Regions from separate parts of the Hordeum vulgare genome. Here region 2 is linked to region 1. A link is a contact called in public Hi-C data. All regions are on one chromosome and are shown on one strand. The core of a region is the stretch at or near the end of the contact, and the rest is flanking DNA. Distances in the headings are between cores, read along the strand shown.

Evidence for each region. Hi-C and Micro-C count contacts between places; a contact is called where the count stands out from the background.
Region 2: a Hi-C map of leaf shows a contact between it and region 1, with 4 times the contacts expected there. The contact joins the enhancer-like site here to the promoter of LOC123397754 in region 1. A contact is called at or near these places in 4 of 6 Hi-C or Micro-C datasets (leaf and seedling) and 1 of 1 datasets of contacts at active chromatin or transcription factors (embryo).

What each region holds. Positions count from the first base shown.
Region 1 is chr5H:345,550,905-345,556,232 of MorexV3_pseudomolecules_assembly, reverse strand. It overlaps LOC123397754 (transcription factor MYB44-like), which reads left to right and starts at 3,108. Exons shown (of 1, transcript XM_045092290.1): 1 at 3,108-4,670. The coding sequence starts at 3,257. The coding sequence ends at 4,240.
Region 2 is chr5H:345,767,309-345,772,636 of MorexV3_pseudomolecules_assembly, reverse strand. No RefSeq gene overlaps it. Among protein-coding and RNA genes, the nearest start is that of LOC123397754, 220 kb to the right of the region's middle. Within about 2 kb of position 2,031, at least 2 of the 3 cell types and tissues checked have open chromatin away from gene starts, as enhancers often do. A contact at or near this core is called in leaf, where this site is marked.

The sequences.
Region 1 (5,328 bases), core at 1,859-4,358:
GAGCAGCATAATGTTGAAGGAGAATTTTAGCTTGTCCTAATTGTTCTTCTGCAACACACATCACTAAGATGCTATCATCGACATATTGAATTATAGGGAAGTTAGGACATGAATTGATAGACATAGGTGTTGTGATAAGATTGAGATGCATTGCCTCTTTAAGAGTGGATTGCAGAAGATCAACAACAAACACAAAGATGAGTGAGACTGGAGAGATAAGGTCCCTTTGGTTGACGCCTCTTTTTACAATGAAAATGTTTACCGACGTCCCATTTAGAAGGACCGAAGAACTACAAGAAGATAAAATCATGTTTGATCTAGTTCAGGCATTTTGTCTCATGTTCTATCATGTCAAATGCCTTTCGAACGTCAAGTTTTGGCACAATAACCTTTTTCTTGGATTGTTTAGACTGGAACATGTACTCAAAAGGCCATGCCAAGCAGACTCCTTTTCTTCACGAATATGTAAAGCTTATGTATCTTCCATTGATAGAAGAAGTTGAAATGAGTACAAGAAAGGCTACACCACATGGCACAACCATAAGAAGATGTAAACATAGTGTCTAGAGCAGAGAGGAATGAAATGCTAGACCCAAACAAAAACTACACCACAACGTTAAACTACCCTAACAATGAACAACCTAAAACTAAGCGATGTACCAAATCTCTAAATACACCACTAGACATGCCACGAGTACTCAAGACGACGCCTTCAAAAAGGATAACGAAGTCACCATCCGATCCGAGGAACCGGATCAGGGGTTTTCCTGGATAATCGAAAGGGGCACAGAGAAAGTCCATACACGTGTCTTCGCTGCCGAGCAGTATTTGATAGGCTTGGATTTTTTAAAACATAATAGTTGATGTGCAGCGGCCAAGGAATATCTCCTTATAGTCTATTTGTGAGAAGATTCGTGGTGATTTTGATGACAGAGGTGAAAGAGCAGATTTGAAATTCTGCCTTTTCATACTGCCTGTTTTATAGTTCCCGGCGTAACCCTCGAGCTCCTGTGTGCTCCTCAACGTAATCCGACGGGAACTAGCAAAAATGAAATAATAAAACAGTAAGAGAATGATTGACATAGCACGACTTCCGCGCCAGAAAAAGAAGGCGGTAGGAGGAAAAGAAAGGTTAAGCATACATTTCTCGTTGTGGTTGAGATGAAATTGTCGCTAGCATTGCTTCCATGCAACGTCGATGTGACTGGCGAGGTGCAGCCACAGCCATGGGTCCATGAGGAACAAACGCAGAGAGACAAAAATATGATGGCACTCCTACTTGCGTTGATTATTATTAGGATTTGATAGGGGGAGTCTGGATTTGACGCGGTTTGGCTTGGGCTTGGGCTTGGGCTAGCTGCCAAAACCGGAAAGCTTGTGTATCACCTTAATAGTAGTGGTACTATAGCCATAGCTGTTTTTGTTAGGCTTAAGATTAAGATGTGGAATTGGAGACGGTCATTGCGCGGGGCGGTTGGTGCAGGCTGGGCTTTCAGATGTTTGGAATAGGATGGAGACGCGCGACAAGTTGGTTGACGCAGCTATCCCGGGCGTTTGTTCGTTAGTATTAATCGGAGCATCGCTCTAGCCTGTGTGTGTGTGTGACGCACAAGGAAGGAAGCACGGCACAGCACAGGCGCGCTATAAGCTAGTATAGCTGAGACGTGAGACCCGTCACCGACCCAGAGAAGAGAAGAGGAGGAATGAAGGTTGCGGCCCGTCGATCATGGCGGTGCTTTTCAGCTGCTGTTAGTTGCGGCGTGCCGTCCTGGTAGTTAGTCGGGCTCTCCTCTATTCTCCCTCAGGCCGGTAGAAGTGTAACGCAAACGAAACGAAAGGAAAGGAGAGGGAGGAAGAAGAGCGGTCGTGGTCGGATCGCGGGAGGAGGAGACGTCTCGATCCCTCGGACGGGGACACGCGCGGGCAGCAACCAACCGCATGCAGATTGGACGCAAGCAAGCCCGCCCGCCCTCCACTCACCGGCAACGGGTGGTTCCTTCGTACACATCCGTTTCCGATAGATCGAAACAAAACCGTTTCCGGAACACGGCTTGCACGGCGCTGCGTCCGTCATCAACGACGGACGCCCTACCACGTCCATGCACCCCGGTTTTAAATTTGCCGGGTTTGTTTTGTTTCGGAGCAGTCGGTTGCAGTTCAGTGGAGCGGACTGGGGGTGGGGTGGGGTGGGCCACCGATCCCAATCCCGCGACCACGCCTCCTCAACTCCCAACGGCCACGACGACTCACCAGCAGCGTCGCACCGTTCCAACACCAATTCCCTTTTCCTTCCTTCCTCTATTTGCCTGTCATCACGTCCCAAAAGAAAGGAAGAAAGATAAAAAGACAGCGAAATACCAGCAGGAACCGGTAGCTCGTTATATGCCTCAGACGTTACCGTAGGATATCTGGCATGGTATCTGAACTGAACGAATTACCACTGCCAGGCTAGATATGTACTCTGCTCTACGTAGCACTCCGCATAATCAGGTTATTAAGTGGTACGTAGCAAAAAAGACAAGGCATTTTCCTGTGCGAAAGGTGCGCCACACGCGTGTGCGTGTGGAAATGACGCGGACGGAGACGGTTTTGCTTGCGACGCATGGCATGCATGGAGACGGCGCGGGATTCAAATTTGTGCTGGGCGAAACAAATCCTCACGTCGCCATACGCGCCGATTAAAAAGCCGAAAATCAGGAAATTCCTACTATCCCCAACAAATACTTACATACTCCTCGGTCACTTGAATCTGTTACTAGAAATAATAGTACCAGAAATGAATATGAATAGCAGAGGTCGTTTCGGTTGGAAGCGATGGCCGGGAAGAGAGATAGATAGATATTATTTTGCGCCTGCCTCCCCATCCCCATCCCTATCCCTATCCATCCGTCCATAACATAACCACACGTAGGCGTTGGAGCAGGAAGAGTCATTTCGGGTTTCAGTTGGGGAGCGTTTATATGGGATGGTAGCGACGCCGCGTGTCCCGGGGCCAGCTGTACCCACGTCCCCCCCTTCCCTCCCCTGCTGGGCTGGAACCCGTTCACCGTCGCCTCCAGTCCCAGGTATATATCCTCCCCCTGCCCCCTCCGCTCCCCTCACTCCATCCTTCCTCTGTCTCCTTCCTTCCTCCCTCCACTTCTCCACCGCACCACCACCACCACATTATTTCGGTAACCCACCACCCGTAGCAGGGAGCGGTTACTACGCACACGTACATCCATCGATCGATCGATCGATCTACGGGCGGCGAGTCATGGCGGCGTGCAGAGGAGGAGGAGGAGGGGGCGGCAAGGACGTGGACCGGATCAAGGGCCCGTGGAGCCCGGAGGAGGACGACGCGCTGCAGCGGCTGGTGGGACGCCACGGGGCGCGCAACTGGTCGCTCATCAGCAAGTCCATCCCGGGGCGGTCCGGCAAGTCGTGCCGCCTCCGGTGGTGCAACCAGCTCTCGCCGCAGGTGGAGCACCGCCCCTTCACCCCCGACGAGGACGACACCATCCTCCGCGCCCACGCAAGGTTCGGCAACAAGTGGGCCACCATCGCCCGCCTGCTCTCCGGCCGCACCGACAACGCCATCAAGAACCACTGGAACTCCACGCTCAAGCGCAAGTACTCCTCATCATCCTCGGCGTCCGCCTCCGCCTCCGCCTCCGCCTCGCCCGGTGATGACGCGGTCGACGACGACCGCCGCCCGCTGAAGCGGACCAGCAGCGACGGGTACCCGGGGCTCTGCTTCAGCCCCGGCAGCCCGTCGGGATCGGACCTCAGCGACTCCAGCCACCAGAGCCTCCCCTCCGTCATGCCGTCCGCCGCCTCGCACCAGCCGCACGTCTACCGCCCGGTTGCGCGGGCCGGCGGGGTGGTCGTGCTCCCGACGGCAACTCCTCAGCCCTCGCCTCCGTCTCCACCGCCGCCGCCCCCTCCTCCTCCTCCGGCGACGTCCCTCTCGCTCTCGCTCTCCCTGCCCGGCTTGGACGCGCCCGAGCCAGCCCCGGTGGCGCAGCCTATGCCCATGCCCATGCCGCCACCTCCTGTTCCTGCTCCTGTACAGCCCGCCGCAGCGCCTCAGATGCCGCCCCCGTCCATGCCGTTCCATCTCCAGCCGCCCCCGCCGCCTCAACCACGCGCGGCGGCGCCCTTCAACGGGGAGTTCCTGTCGATGATGCAGGAGATGATCCGGATCGAAGTCCGGAACTACATGTCCGGCTTCCACCCCCGGTCGCCGACAAGCGCTTGACGACCATGGCCAACATCGAGTACCAGCACGCAAACAAGAAGCAGCATCTCGAGAACAAACCAAGATCAGTCTGCCTGCCTGCTCGACTCAAGAGAAGCAATTAATGAAAGAGGCGGCAAGTGAAGAGGAGAGGCGAAGAAGAAGAAGGCCTGTTTAGATCTTGATCTTGTTTCCCAACAATAATTCCTTAGTTCCATGTGTCTTGATTAGTTTCGTTTTCCTTGCTCGAGATCGATCGATCGATCATGGCAGTTCGTTGGCTGTCGAGAGACTGAGACGGAGAAAACTTCGTGACTAGTGTGCCGAATAAGCTAGGCAGTGCAGAGGCAAACATGTTGCTTGCTGGATAGAGACTTGTTTTTTGTACAGAGGAAAGGGAAAAAGAAATCAAACGAGACGGGGGGAAAAAGGCGAGGCCAAGTTCAGTTCACATGGATGGATGGATCACATCTGATCTGCTTGCTTCTTCAGTTCCGTTTCACTGCTGGCACTCCGGAGTTCCGTTTCACTGCTTGCTTTGGTAGTACAAAGTCGTTTGGTTTCGTTTCCGTGGTGCTGTGCTTTGCTTTGCTAGTCGTACGTAGTAGGTGCACATTTCAGTTTTGGGGTTGTTTTTGTGGTTGGAGTGTCTGGTTTGGGGAGCAGGGGAGAATGGGCGAGCGACGAAACGGAATTATGGTGGGATCGGCAGTGGAGAATGGGCGAGCGACAGCTAACTGACTGCCTCCCTGTTGCGCACCCTCTCTCTCTCTCTGCTTTTTTAATTTTATTTACTGAGGATTGGTATTATTTTGACGTGGGGGCGATTGATGGACGGATGGGAGAGGAGAACGTGTGGGAATGGCGGAAAGGGAGCTTTGAAACGGCAGCTGGCTAGCTTAACAAGGCAACGCAACGCAGCGCAGCGCAAAGTGAAAGTTATCCAGACGACACAACTCACATGACGGACTGACCGCTTGCATTATTGTCCCAGAAAGACGGAGGAACAAGTAAGCTCTGACTGAAGTAGCTGCTGCTGTGCTAAAACTAGTCAAGTTGCAGTTTGTTTCTGGTTTTCAAACCGTCTCCACGCCCGCCCACGACTCTTC
Region 2 (5,328 bases), core at 782-3,281, 220 kb before region 1:
TGATTTGATGGGCCCAATTGATTACATCTTAAATTTATATAAACTCTGGACCACCCAACAAGATATTACGTACTCCCTCCGTTCTAAAATATAAGACCTTTTAGAGATTTCACTAGGAGACTACATACAGAGCAAAATGAGTGAATGTACACTCTAAAATATGCCTATATACATCTGTATGTAGTTTATAGTGCAATCTCTAAAAGGTCTTATATTTAGGAACGAAGGGAGTACTATACAACAAGATTTGTGAAAATACAAAACGTATCTGCGTGCATGTATTTCTCCCAAAAATATCTGCATGAATGTAAAAACCGAAAAAGTGAAGAAACAAACTTTAATTGACTCTTTTCTTTTAACTAGCATGCCTTGCTCATCTCCTGAAAACGTGCAAGGCAGAAAGCTTCCTTTGCGGTCGTTCAAGTCTCATCAGAGCTGATCACCATACCATTGTCCATAGAAACTATATCTTCTCTATGATCTTTCAGTGCTGTGCAGATTGTGTGCTACGCCGACGGCGGCCACTTATGTTTCCTCCGACTCCAAGCGAAAAATCAAGCGTGCGTACATACTTCCACTGCTGCACTGCCTAGGCTCTGCATACTCGGCATCAACAATAGTGTCGCGCATTATTTTGAGATTCAAGTCTAAAAATATTTTGAAAAAAGTAAGATTTAGTGTACGCGCATTATTTTGAGATTCAAGTCTAAAAATATTTTGAAGATATACATTTTTATTCATATACCACTCGAGTCTGTGACAAAATAAGCCATGTCATGAGATGCTTACTATGAAGTGTTATTCTTTATATAATTCTCCTAAGCTCCTTTGAATAATTTTATTTCACCCAAGAAAATATTTGTTGTTTTGCATTTTATCATCTATGTTAAGTTATATGTAGTAAGTATAGTCATGTGCATTTGTTAGGTACTCACTTGGTTTTTAGTACATATGAAAAATCCTTTTGTTCAGAATTTAATGATTTAATTTTTTTGGGAGATGGAGCCACGTTTTATTGGTTAAAGCTATGGTTAAAAATGAGTGCCGAAAGTCACGTGCATCCCTTATGTACTTATGTCGACCGACTGATTTCGAGAAATAGGCAATTTACAAGAAGTGATACCTAAGATAGTGTCAAAATACCATAGTAGAAAACGAAGAATGTAATTTTCAAGTTATATTTTTAGTTATATATAACTATAGAATAAACAAATTACTAATTCATGAAGCTTCGAGATCAGATAGTTTCTACACTTGGAAAAGGAAAATATATTAGTCAACTCCTAAAAGTCAATATTGGAAACTCACATTAGTTCAATGAATCAATTGTAAACGATTAATAAGAACTACAAACTTAGATTAGTTCTCGCTATCTAAAACAAGTTACAAGTACTGCATAATATCGATTATTCATATATTATATAAACTGATCTAGCCCGTGTGAATGCACGGGTTGTCGACTAGTGTGTGTAAAAATTCATGATGAAATACCTTGAGTTGCGACCTGTACAAAAAAGATAAATTCGTGGTGTGAGAGGATGAATAGTATCATGTGTTAAACTACCTCAAATTTATCTTTTTTGCATAGCCCTCATTTCAATGTATTTTGAACAAAAAATTTACACACATGTGTGTTATATCTTCATGTATATCTATATTTTCTTTCAGATTTTTTTGAAATGTACAAATATGAATTTTGATGAAATTTCAAATTTGAATTTGAAGGCCTCACTGGAGGCCGAGCTCCAAAAGGGATTTCCGAATGAATCATCCAGTGGCATCTTGCCAATTTCACCCATGGTTAAGAAGTGCACTCGAGTGTACGTACGATGGGAAAGTGACACGTCAATAGGGAGCACTCAGTTGACAGGAGAACTAATGAGAACACCAGACACGGTCATGAATTAACGGGGGCCCCATCCATTTAGTCAGTTAACTGTTGAGACGCAAACGCATCCATCGCCACACAGCTGTGCAGCATATTTTGACCAAATGAAGCAAGGAAAGACGATGCCTTGCATGGGACGATCGCCACAAACGTTACATCGGTGGCGGTTGGGATGTTAATTGTCGCCTTGGACCAAAGCGGGACAGGTGTGCACAAAAATACAGAGTTTGCTACTTGTAGTAGCTGCCAGTGGAACATGGCCTTGTGAGACAAATACAGTAACAGCATTTTTAACTGGCCCAATGATCGTTCCTCGAAATGTAAAACAGCGAACAAAACCCAAATACATGCTGCACAGCTTGTCAACAAAAGGCATCCTCTTTCATGTAGCAACATATGCTGCACAACTTGTCCGTAGGCGCCCTTCAATTAGCTTAGCCGTGAGCCCGTGGCCTTTTTCTCGATCTATATTCATCTCTTTGTTGCTCTCGTTGGTTATTTTGTTTCTGGCCGAACGCAGCTTTCCTCCCTTTCTCGCTCCATCATTGTCGATTTCCGCATGCACACTCGATGCATGCAGTCCATCCTACACGACAGGGGCAGGATGGGAAGTCTCTTTCTTCTGATGCAATATATCAAGACGGTTATACGATGTAGACTTCGACTTTAGCAATCACTATTATTTCCGATATTTCCAATTTCCATATGTGCACTAGTCTTAGATATATGCTTTCAAAGGTTATAATCCTCCGAGGCGCGGCAATCATCCATGACCGCTTGAACCACCACACCTCCGTCGGGGTTGTTCAACCCCGCACATTTCACACAAACAAATTATGATTGACAATATTTATTAAAAAGGCCTGCAAAATTTGTGAAATGCACTTGTCGACCGTTTGCTTTGATGTCTTTCCAGTAATACTGCCGGTGGAGTCATTGTGGCTTGGCAATACGACAAGGTTTTGGTTACTAGCTCGCGTGTTGACCTCTTCTCGATCATGTCGTGTCTCAACAACAGTGAACCGTGGATACTCATCAAGGTATACAGGCCAACTATTGATAATCGCAAGGTGCCTTTCGTTGAAAGGTTGTGCTTGATCGGTACCGCTTCTCCTAGTATGTGGGCGACCGCTAGGTCAATCTGATTGTGAACACTGTGGACAAGAGCAATGACCTTCTCAATAGGCCTATGATGGGCTGATCTAGACGACTGCTCAATGACCTTCAGGTCAAGGAGGCGGGGCTTATTGGCATGTGATATACGATAAGAAGGAGCGACAAGGGCTGACTTTGTAGAAGATCGACATGTGGTTCGCTTCCGTGAACTGGAAGGAGCAACAAGATTGCTCCCTTCTGCAAGCGCTATCCACTTCCCCTTGGACCACCATCCGATCATGATGTCGACCAATATGGCCTTTGAGCGGAAGGCGTGGTTCCATTTCTAATCCTTCTGGCCCATGATCCCACAAGGCAGTCTCTAGAAGATGACTTTTCGTCCTTCTATCAATAATCGATTTATGAAAGCGTTCTGGCAGATCAAGCCTACGACCAGAGAGTCTAATATATGGAGCCAGTGGAATATCGGGAACATCAAGTATCATTTGTTGCTTGCGAACGAGGTTGTTTCGATTTTGGATATGGTGTTGGACTCTAGTATGTTGTCTGACGCAGAATGCTGGCTCCACCAAGCTGCACAAGAAGATTTTGGGTCTTGCCTCACTACAATGGACTATTTGCTAGGCAACAATCTCGCCTTACTTGGCTTAAGGAGGGTGACGCGAGCATGACCTTCTTCCACATCCATGCATGGCCTTTTTTATGTTTAGATTTGTGTATGCTTTATGTTTAATTATAATTATTTTCAATTTTTTGTCTTCTCTTCACTAGTTTAGGTCGGTAGTCAATAGTTATAGAGATTTGCATTAGTTGGGTTCAATCTTGCAAGTACTATACGAGTGAGAGGAAATGAAAATTAAATATTATGTATTATTACTACTAAAAAGTGTTAATGGTTAGCAGAGGATAAATAGCCCCCTAACCATAATAGTATGTTATCGTGCTAAATGCAATACACTTAATGTACAAATAATGTGGAGTGTTCTCGGTCAATGGATGGGCTATATAGTTGAAAAAAGCATGAGATGATCTCGGTCTTTACCATTTGGACATACTATCAAATAATGTAGAGTGTTCTCGATCTACGGATGGGCTATTTAGCTAAAGATGCATGAATGGATTTTGTCCTTTAGCATTTAGACGTGCTCCATATATATAATCTTACACATTCATTTTTCTTTCATGAATATGAGACGTTCCATATTGCACTTTTTACACATGATATTGTCATCCACCACACTTCTATGCTTTGGAGAGTTACGCTCGTGAACCTATGAACTTCATTCTAGTTTTTAGCATACGAATCACCTTTCCACAAATTCTACATGATGTTTTATTTTAGTTTTGTTTTCTTCTTATAATACCAAAAATATGTATCCCACATTATCTCTAATAGCCCTTGCAACTAGCAAGACTAGCAAGGATTGATACCCTTGTTAGAACAATTGGAGACACTACTGAATTTTTATTTATGTTGCATGACATTAAACTCATGCTTGATACATGTACCTCTATGGATTGATACCTTGGTTTTTCACTGAGGCTACTCTTATTGGATATTGCAAACTCCTACACTATGAGACCAACAAATGCTACACACCATAACAACAACATTTTACAATAAAATTAATTTTCCGAGAACACATGCTAACACTAGTAGAAAATGGCCCATTTATCCCGGTTCCAGAGGCCCATTAGCACGGTTCTGAAACCGTGACTAAAGGGTCGGGACTAAAGCCCATAACCTTTAGTCTCGGTTCCCTCACTAACAGGGACCGAAGGGTCTACACGTGGCCTCTGCGGGCAGCCCAGGCAGGAGGTTCTTTAGTCCCGGTTGATCCCGCCAACCGAGACAACATGTCAACCACGCGTCAGCATCTGGCCGGAGCTGGGGTTTTTATTTGTTTTTTAATGGGGGTGGGTGGGTTTGGGGGGGGGGGTTTGGAGCGTTAATTTAGTTGTTTCATATTGTGTTAGCTAACTAATAGAGAGAAGTGTCATCTCTTTCTCCATGCTTGGTCGAACAACAATTTTTCGTATATCTATCCGACGCTATTACATATATACAATATAACATCTTTTACAATTAATCCAAAACATCATCTAATTAAGATCCAATGACAAATCCACATGGGATTCTCCGTCTTCAGGTATGACGTGCTCAACAAAGAATCCCGCCAATTCCTCTTGAATTGCTCGTATGTGATCACATGGTAGGAGTTTATCCCGCATCTGCGAGATCTAATTTAAAGAAGGGGGTCAATACATGCATATATAAGAATAAAACTCAACACAATTGTGAATATTATTTGCGTACTTGCAAT